Regions from separate parts of the Bombyx mori genome. Here region 2 is linked to region 1. Evidence: chromatin contacts called from public Hi-C data. All regions are on one chromosome and are shown on one strand. The core of a region is the stretch at or near the end of the contact, and the rest is flanking DNA. Distances in the headings are between cores, read along the strand shown.

What was found. A called contact is a pair of places that touch in the nucleus more often than the background predicts.
Region 2: a contact with region 1 is called in a Hi-C map of posterior silk gland, with 2.5 times the contacts expected there. The contact joins the promoter of LOC101746825 here to the promoter of LOC101743571 in region 1. A contact is called at or near these places in 2 of 7 Hi-C or Micro-C datasets (middle silk gland and posterior silk gland).

What each region holds. Positions count from the first base shown.
Region 1 is chr28:3,990,496-3,995,677 of ASM3026992v2, forward strand. It overlaps LOC101743571 (protein SAND), which reads left to right and starts at 3,202. Exons shown (of 7, transcript XM_038021139.2): 1 at 3,202-3,718; 2 at 4,103-4,257; 3 at 4,635-4,835; 4 at 5,145-5,182. The coding sequence starts at 3,446.
Region 2 is chr28:4,869,394-4,874,575 of ASM3026992v2, forward strand. It overlaps LOC101746825 (regulation of nuclear pre-mRNA domain-containing protein 2), which reads right to left and starts at 2,302. Exons shown (of 14, transcript XM_038021169.2): 1 at 1,076-2,302; 2 at 209-356. The coding sequence starts at 1,362. It overlaps LOC101746966, which reads left to right and starts at 2,282. Exons shown (of 2, transcript XM_012696707.4): 1 at 2,282-2,474.

The sequences.
Region 1 (5,182 bases), core at 1,952-4,451:
TAAGATTTTTATTATTTATGTATAGTCTTAGTATAATGGCTGTACAGTGTCTAATGTCTACGTGATGACGGTTATTATTATTCATATACATAGCTGTTTCTTTGTATATTATTTTTAAATATTTCTTATAAATCATTGTGAATAAAATAATAACAGCTTTGTAAAGTAGTTTTTTTTTTATCAATTAAAAAAATCATAATCAGTCCACTGTGTAGTTGTCAATCTTTGTTTTTTTAATACAGGCCTTTGAAAATATTTTAGTAAAAATGTCTATATCGATTTAAATATATTTTTTTATTGTAAATTTCACACGGAACGGCACGAAACTGATGATTAAACGTCCCTTTCCTTTTTTTTATTTTAAATAAACGTTTAATGATGGAACCTTTTCATGAAATTGGCTTTTATGTTTTGTACAAAACCGCTTAAATTGGTTTTTGGGCCAGCGAATTTACAAAGAGGCCCTGTGGAAGACTTTGACAGGCCCTTTGTGAGTGCCCGTTTCATACTTTGTGATTTATTGAACAATAAAACAATACAATTACGATATTTATATGGTTTTATTAAGCTCGGTGTGATATAAAGGAAGTACGGGGCTTTGTTTGGAATTAAGTATTATAATTAATTATCCTCGTAACCTAGACGCTTCATACATTAGCGCCATAATTGAGGAGTCTAATATCCGATCCTTTTTTTTCCTACCTAAGCTGATAGCCTTGAGAGGCTATTTCAGCGTAACCTTAACTAGTAGGTGAGCTCACGCGGCTCAAACCGAAGTGTAGCTAACACTAACCCTAGCAAGAGCAGTGCTTCGCAGAATCTACCACCGGATCGGAAACGCGACCCACTGAGAAGATCCGGCGAGAAACTCGGTGGGCTGTTTGGGTTAATTCGCTCATCGAGCCCTTCGTCGCAAGCGACGAGTTCGACGAGGACGGTGACCGGTGCTTGTGGTACATAAAAGCACTGTTAATGGATCGGGAATCCGATCCAAGCGACGGGGCAACGCAAAGCAGCCGTCACCTGAAACATGTCTTGTCGGAACCCATGGATCCACTCTCCGTGCTGTTTTGCTCTTCAACCACCAGTCACTGTTCTCATCGAACTCGTCGATTACGACAACGAGCGAACTAACCCATAGACACAGCTCACGAAGTTTCTCACCAGATCTTCTCAGTTGGTCGCACTACAGATGGTAGATTCTACGAACCACTGCCCTTGCTAGGGTTAGTGTTATCAAATTCGTCAGGTTAGAGCCCCGTGATCTCACCTATTCGCCCGGTGAACTTAATATAGTCCCTAGAGGTTACTAGAACAGGTAGGGGGAAAAAGCCTAACACCACTGCGCTCCTGTGCAGAACACACCTTGCACCATAGATAAAGCCACTTCTGCTTGTTGGAATCATTATCCATTTTCATCGCTGACGGAGCCCCAATTTTCAAAAAAGAAGTGTTTATCTATGTGAATGTAGAAAAAGTATTTTCAACGATATATTACATTATATTACAATACTGTCTTATTTGTAGTTAACAGCTTCGCTACGAAATTTCTATAGTAACTCGATCAGTGATTTCCTACAAATCGAAAGTAACTATTATGAAAGACTCCAATGCGTATTTTTCCGTAAGATGGATTTGCGACATCTTATGAAGCGCACCACCACCCGAAATTTTGACCACGACCACTCTGCCAAGAGTGCAAACGACTGAAGACATTCTTTAAATCTTTCAGCATTCATCAATTGCTTGATTTCAAGGCCGCACCAAATCATTGAGATTCTGATCTCCTTGAGATAGTAGATGTGGCTCATTAGATTATAATAATAATAATAATATATTAATAAAATCATTTATTGCCTTTCACATTATATAAAATAAAATACGAATAAAATAACAGAAAAAAAAGGAAAAGGCAAAAGGAGGTGGCTCAATGAGGAGGTGGCGCTAGTGCTGTTCGAGGTCAATAAATCGAACAGCGCTGATTTTCAGTCAGACCCGTTCGTTCCCCTTTGGTTCATAGCGGGAATGAAGACTAGGTACGTGTGTACAGATTAGGAAGCTTCTTGAAAATCGGGATCTAAAGTGACGTTTTCGATTCCATCTGACGCAGCGGACAGATCGAAGCTTCGAAGTGGTTCTGGCATAGGTAATTAATTATTCACTATGGTGGATTGGTATGGTAGCAGATGGCAAGTGAGGATACCTCATTTTACTGTGTGTATTAGTTATAATGACTTTTGTATAATGTAAGACAAAAATGACAATAAGATGAGCGGTTCATTCTGTCCAAATCAAATGAATTGCAAAAAGAATAGATCGAAATTTTCTTGCCCGTCCAGTAAACACAACAAGTGTGGAACCCACGCTTTGTCGTATTTTTCGATGGTACTAATGATGTGAAATTTCTTCGCTGGGTTTTAAAAATAAGATTGCCACGCATGTGGCAAAACTTGTTGATTGATAGTACATATTTATGAACCACTAAGCTAGGAAAAAAAATACTACAATCTTCAAAAAATAATACAATGTTCAGGTGAAAGTAGGTAGGTAAGTCAAAATTAGTAAGCATTTCTACATGTTACATTATAGTATGTCACAATATTGTGTCGACCAGTGTTATTACTTATTAAACTTACAAAGTAAAAATACTTTATGATCTATTAGTTCTTAATAGAAAAAAATTGAGGCTTCGTTTTAAACGTTACATTTAGGTACAAGTATTAACTAAGTATCTGTACTAAGTTGACTCCCATTGTGTTTCTGATTCAAATTGTATTGAAAATGTTCCTAGTTAAAACTCCTAATAAAAAAAGGATAAACATTTTTATTATAATCACACACTGATTATTTTATTTAAATTAAACATTGACATCGTTTATAATTTTAGCTTTGCATAACATAACATGCAGACGATGAAAATTATGTTACATGGTTGTTTTTCTTAGCAAGCATTTATATACTTTCATGGGTACCAATGTGTTATTTACACCATTTTTAGTCGATTAAAATATTATTAATTTGCTAGATAAAAATTTTATACACACTGATTTGGTAACTAATGAGAAAATCTAGAATATTATGAGATAACCCCTTTTGCTTAATTTGTCAAAATGACATAAACTCGCCTTCTTCATGTTCCAGTCACTGCAATAAAACCAATGAAGTATACTATATAGGTCTATGAATAAAACATGATTAAAACAGATCTGTACATCTCGCCGTGACAGTTGAAGTTCTCGAGCAAAGTAGAGCTGAAACTCATTAGAAAAACAGAGATGGCAAATAAATCAATGTCAAAATATGCAAAATACCCGTTCACAACTTCACACCGATAATCATTGTTCTGGAATGTTATTCAAAATAAAGTGACAGAAAAACCAAAAAACAAAAATTCGTTTTTTTTGTCTTAACATAGTTATATTAAAATTAATGAAAAAGTATCGTCATGGCATCTACATCCAATGATAACGTGCCTCAACATATGAATGCTCCAGAAAATGCTTCTGATGAACTTGAACCGGGTGCATGTCATGATAGCATACTAAACCCCACTGATTCCTTTGAAGAGTTTGCATCGGAGATGAGTTCCAGCCTAAGAGAGACCTGCTTGACTACTAAGAGCAGTACTATAAGTGAAATACAAAGTGAAATCTTGGAAACTGCTGAAGACCCTAAACTGAAAGCAGCGAAATCAAGTGATGATTTACAAACAAAAGATGTAAGTTTTATAGATACAGTAGCTAATTATGTAAGTTGCTAAACTTAATTAAGACTGTCAGCCATGTCTTTATATCACTACCAGTACATAATCATCAATTAAATATGTTATGAAATTTATTAGTATTTAAAAAAGAGTAATATTTTCTATAAATATTTTACCCTCGAATTGTTAGCAAAACATTAGTTTTATTATCACTATTAACTAACATCAACACATGTTTTTAAAACCAAACAACATAAATCTTATTAGTTACATATTTAGAATGCCTAAATAAAAGTATCATAATATGAGGAATTTTGTCAGTTTGGGTCAACATTTTTCTTGGCCTGCTAGAGGCTCTCATTCAGAAAGGTATAAACTAATATTCACAAATTCTTACAGGGATCAATGTCAGCTTCAGCCAGCAATTCGAACTTAATTGAGGAGAATGGAGATGATACAGATGATGATAAAGACTATCTACAGTCACCAGAACTTGTTAATAAAGAGAAACATGTGTTCATACTTAGCACTGCAGGAAAACCTATTTATTCAAGGTAAGAGATATTCTTTGAGGGTAGAGCTCATAGCCCATCTGTTGTTAAATGGTTATTGGGGTCTATCAACCTCACAATATGAATACCGTCATGTGCCTGAGATGTGAAGTCAGTATCACAACTATAAGTCTGTCCTACCCTTCAAATTCGAATGCACTATTGATTTGTGGCAGCTTAAGTTTGAATGTGAGAACTCACCGATATAGGCTCTGTATGTGGTATGTAATTCTAATATAATAATATAAGTGAATATTTTTTTTCCCCATTTAAACCACAAACCATTGGTTTTTTTTTAAGTTTGAGTTTAATCTGATGTGTTACTGTTATTCCGCTGTTGGATAATATTTCAAAATTTTTCTAACATAGTTTGATTTTAGATATGGCAACGAAGACAAGTTAGCTGGCCTGTGTGGTGTTATCCAAGCTCTTGTCAGCGTAATAGAAGAACAGAACCAGGATATATTGAGGTTCATCAACACGAAAGATTGTAAAGCAGTATTCCTTGTTAAGGGACCCCTAATACTGGTTGCTGTTTCGAAATCCAATGAAAGTGAAACCCAATTAGTTTTGCAGTTGACGTAAGTGAAAATTAAAGTTTATCTTCAAGATAAATAAAAATTTTGATAAAATATATTTTTATCACAGTGTACGGGGCTAATAATCCCTCTGATAAATATCACCAGCTGGTGGACAGTTATATTTTTAATAAATGCCAGTTTTGATAGACAGTTCAGCCTTCAAACTAGAAAACATGAATAGAAATGCAACCTGTAACTTATTGAATGTCAAAAAAAATAGACAAATCATGTCAGATATCATTAGGGCAGATCAAAGGATCACTTGAAATATATATTTGAAATTAAAAAATACTTTTTTTTTCTTTCTAGATATGCATTCAATCAAATTGTTTCGCTGTTAACACTAA
Region 2 (5,182 bases), core at 1,052-3,551, 880 kb after region 1:
TTTCATTAGTGTCCTTGATAGCACTAGTAGCTGGGCCGAAAATGACCCATGTCCTTTAATATTTAAATTATATTAAAATTGGTTTATTTTTAATGGAGTTTGAAACCATTTTAAACTATAAATAATGCAGTTTAAAATAAAAATTTGTAAGAAAATCAGCCACTCTCTTTTAATGAAATAAAAACTTTATGTCATTAATAGTTCTTACCTGGAAATCTAAAGCATCATCATCTGATTTCTTGATTGCTCCAGCACTAAGTAGTCCAGTCAAATCAGATAAGAATTCATCATCATAAACAGATCGCTGTTCCCATATTTTAAATATCCTCAAGATTTTTGGCCTCACTTTTTCATCTCTGAAAATATTTTCTAAGAATTATTTTTTACATTCAACATTGTTATCTATAACTATGTTATATGGACAGTCGATTGAGCCCAAGGCCCACCTGATCTTAATGTCTTAACATATGGATTTGGTAACAAACTAGTACCCAGACAGACAATAGCTTAAGACTAGCCTTTTCCTAAGTGCAGAAGAGTTACATATTAAACATAAGAACAATTAGTAACAGTATATATTTTACCAAAATATATGAACCGGAGATTGAACCCAGATTAATTTAATGATCAGGGTCACTCACTGCTATACAAGTCAGTAATTTTATATTTTTACTACACATTGCAAGAATCAAAACATGTGAAATATTTACACAAATCACCCACACATTATTCAGTTAGTTGTGCATAGTAAAAAATTACCATCTATCTACATTTGATGCAGTATTTTAGTAACCTTGTATTGGTCGGAAAATCTCTAAGACAAGATGGAATTTATATCAAAATACACCAGCTTAATATCTCTTTTGCTTTTGTCAATTTTTGAGAATAAATGGTGTAGATAGTGCCTGTTTAAAAGTTTAGAGTATCAGACACTACAGCTATTGAACATACTTTATATTTTATTTTCGTTAAATATCTGGCATAGCTCCGTGAAGCCACTATTTAAATACGCTATGCCGCGTGAGTGCCATTTCAAACATACACAGACAGGTACCTGAATCAATCAAAAACTAACCTGACCAAAGGTGTTGCTTTCTGCAAATAAAGCCCCCAGCTTTCGACAAAATCGTAGCCTTTCCTTTTACTGTACTGAACAACATCGTTTGCAAGATAAAACAAAACTAGTCTCTGCTCAATCTTCACTCTTTTCAACACATTTAACCAACTCGATACGATCTTCTTATGATGCGTTCTCTGTTTCAAGCACCACGACGACAACGACTGTATACTCTCCTGAGTGTCTTTTAGCTGCATCAACCTCTTTTCGAAGGCTAATGTATTAAAATCTTCAGTTTCACCCATTGTTTTCAACGGAAACAACTTCAGTAATTAACTTCATACAATCATTCTTTTAAGACGTTTGAATACACTGAACATTAACACTATATGAGAAGACCGGCAATTCAGTAATTTGCAATATTTATCAATTTAAAAAGCCACTCAATAAATATAAACGCAAAAAAATGCGGTTAGAAACCGCGCTAACAGCTCAGGGTTAGATTTGACATTTACGTTCACATAAACACAATTTTTCTCTGTTACATTTATCATGAAAGGTTTCAGTTTAGTACTGCAAAATACTTAACTAAAAAAAACCTTATTTTCAAGAATACTAAAGTAAACGCGGAAAAACACAACACGGACAACAATCGCCATTTTGAATTTTGAAATGGAGGAAAGTTTACGTTCCACAATATAGGCCTTACTTTTAGTTTTAGATTAATTTTCAATGAAATATTTAGAATTCTCTTGAGTACAGTATCGTAACATGATGAAATAAAATGAAAGTAATTCGAAAATAAAACAATTTCCTTCAATTATTTCAATAAATTTTCTTTATGCTCTGTAATTTCACTTTATTTTTTATTTATCAATTTAGTAAATGGAGAAAATAGCTTAAATCTTGTCATTTTAACAATATTTCAGTTTTGTTTTACAGAATCAAATAGAAAAAATATTTTAGCATAAAAACTTCAAATGGTTTCAGAACGAAATAAGCTGTGAATACACAACATAAATAATCTTTTGTCGTCATTTCAAATAGGTACGGTACTTAAATTTATGTCCATTGATCTGTTTATAAATACTTTTTAGGTAGATTGTAAAAAGGAAAACATAAAAATTTTCACAATTTCTGATGTACTTATGGAATTACATCTACAGGTGTTTGTTTACTGTGCTGTTAACCCCTTTTGACTAGATATTGATTTTCCCCGTTCTCATTTCTGTCGTTCCCTTGACAGAGGTGAGGCACAAATCACATGCTTAAAATAAATTTTCTTCTTTCATTAATTACTAGCTGGATACTCTTTCAAGGTGCTTAAAATTGTGCTTGTGCACTGTGGAATTATTTCAATATAATTCTTGATACATAACAATGAACACCTAAGTAAGAAAACGACTCTGCAATCGAAGTACGTATGACCTTTTTATTTAAATGAAATACGTTGAGTATTGTAGTGCGGGACGGCTACTTATCAGATGGACCGACGACCTAGTGAAAATCGCTGGGTCACGTTGATTGCAGGTGGAAACGGGTTGACCGCACTAGACACCAATTGAAGAGGCCTATGTTCAGCAGTGGACGGTAGACAGGCTGAGATGATGATACCGATTTTAGTGTTAATATTCTCTTTGAGGAGAACTCAAAACATACGGAAAGCCGTTGTTTAATTGTCGATTGTCATTTTTTCCGTAAATTTTTTATTTTTCCTTCTTTGAGGAAAAAATGCAAGAATTTCACATTAATTCATGTTTAAGAAAAAGGACGGCTTTAGTGTATTTATACGTCCTATATTTCTAAGTATGAGTGACGAGCATACAGCTTTAAGCGCCTTATTCACGTTCCATCTTGCTGTACGTCCTGCCAAGGCCATGCACGATGCACGATGCATTTAGCGCTTTATTCACGATCCATCACGGCTGTACGTCAGCTCAAGGCCGCGGTGCTGGATATATCAAGCGCGAACAGAATAAATCGAACGAATTAAATGAGAGGGTTTTAATTTATTTAAAATGCCAGCTGTTTTATCAAAACGCCAAAAATAGGAGTCCTTCTGATGTTGTCAGCAGCACCAGAAGAGAGGCAAAAAATAGCAAGAGGTTTTTGATGATTTTTTTTAAACGTGCAGAGTATACTCAAATAATTAATATCATTTTTTACGCACGCCATCAATCCTTGCAGCTTCCACTAAAATGGGCCTAAAAATTGTAATACGTTTATTATTTTTTGTTTATTCATATAGTCTGCGCTTGAGACATTCCACAAACATGTGGAACTTATATCTTTCAATAAATCTTGAAAGTGTTTCACGATCCAATTTGACATGCAGTCTCCTCTCGAAACAAGCTTTAAAAGTTAAATCTGCTGTACAGCAAGTCTATACACGATCAAGCACGCACGACGCAGGACCGCTCTGACGTACGTCCACGTTATTCACTGTCTATCTGCACGACGTTCGCGGTGGTGGGGGCACTCGCTGGATGCAAAATTGGTCCTGCAAATCCAGCAAACAAATAATAATTATCGACGTACGTCAAGCCTATTCATGGTACTTTTGCATCGTGTATGGCCTGGGCGGGACGTTCAGCAAGATGGATCGTGAATAAAGCGCTTTTGGGTGGTGAGTGGTTACCGTCGCTTATGGACGTCAGCAATGTCAGGGGCAAAGCCAAGCCTCTGCCTACTAAAATCCATGTAATAAAACACGTAGGAGAAAGGAGGAACATTAGCCATCTCCGCATCAATCAATCACATCTCTACTTTGGTTAATCTTGCATATTTAGTGTTGGTACGTTCTGTTATAGTCAAATAATAATTATAAAAATACTTTTATGTCTACGACTCGCGAAAACAGAAGAAAATATTATCTTATTTTTTTTGGTAATAGCTTCGATCAATATTGATCGAAGGGTAATAGTGAATTATTTTTGATAATAATGAATTATTAGTTACCAGGTTATAAAATCCCTTAAAAAAATGTATCTGACAGCTGACAAATTGATGGCAAAGTCAAAATGACCTTATCATCCCAAATTTCCCGATAGAACAAAATTTTCTTGTTTTCCACTTGCTAGTTAATACTACCTAATTTATTTAGTCTGTGCATGCATATTATAGATAATATAATTAGTACATGTGTGATTATCACTGATCTGTGGTTAAGGGCGGGGTAATAAAATTCTTATCGTAGATAGATAGAGATATTAACATTTATATGAGATGCTCATTGGCAAGTTAATTTTCAAATGAAAGTTAAATAAAAATAGTATTACATTGACATTTAGATATATTTTTAAATATCAAAAATATATGTAACATTAATGAGTGTATAAAGTAAAAGGTAAGCTTTAGTTACAAATTGCAATTGGATCTTTATTTACTTTGTAATTGCCATATTTGGCAGCACACAACCGCACCTGGTAGTAAGTGGTGACCATCGCTCACGGACATAAGCAATTACTGGAACATATCTGGACACTGTTTACTGCTGAGGACTGTCCTCAAACCTCATTGGAAGAACGACTTGTCATATAAGTAAACACACACAGTAAAAAGGAGATGGAAGGAAGGAAGAGAACGAAATATTATTTCTTTACAGTCATGCCTAAAGTAATTTTTTTAAGTACATAGAAGACTTCTTGTCTTTTATGTAGGACTTTCAAAAAATTAAATTTGCACAATTATAATATTAAATTTTTTTTTACCAGAAATTCTGTGAGTTCTGGTGAACATCCAACACCAGGGTAGCTATGAGCATGTGCATCCATCTATTCAATAAACATGAAAAAGATTTGATCAGAATGTCCAAGGTTTAAAGTCTTGCATTCAAATTCTATATTTCCCCTTTTGGACACAAATAAAAAAACCTTGTTTAGTTGTTAGATAACTCATTATTGGGATATACTGCTGATTTTCATCATTCCCGTTTCAGTGGTTGTGTGTGTGCTTTGATGAATCAGTTTGTGAGTATAATATAATTATTTACAAATGTATGCATGTGTGAAATCAATCATAGTTGATTTACTATAGTAATGTTGTTTGGTAAATTACTATTGAATGGAAAATTTAATATGTACATCAGATATACATACATAAGAAGTTAAATAAATCTTCAAAAAA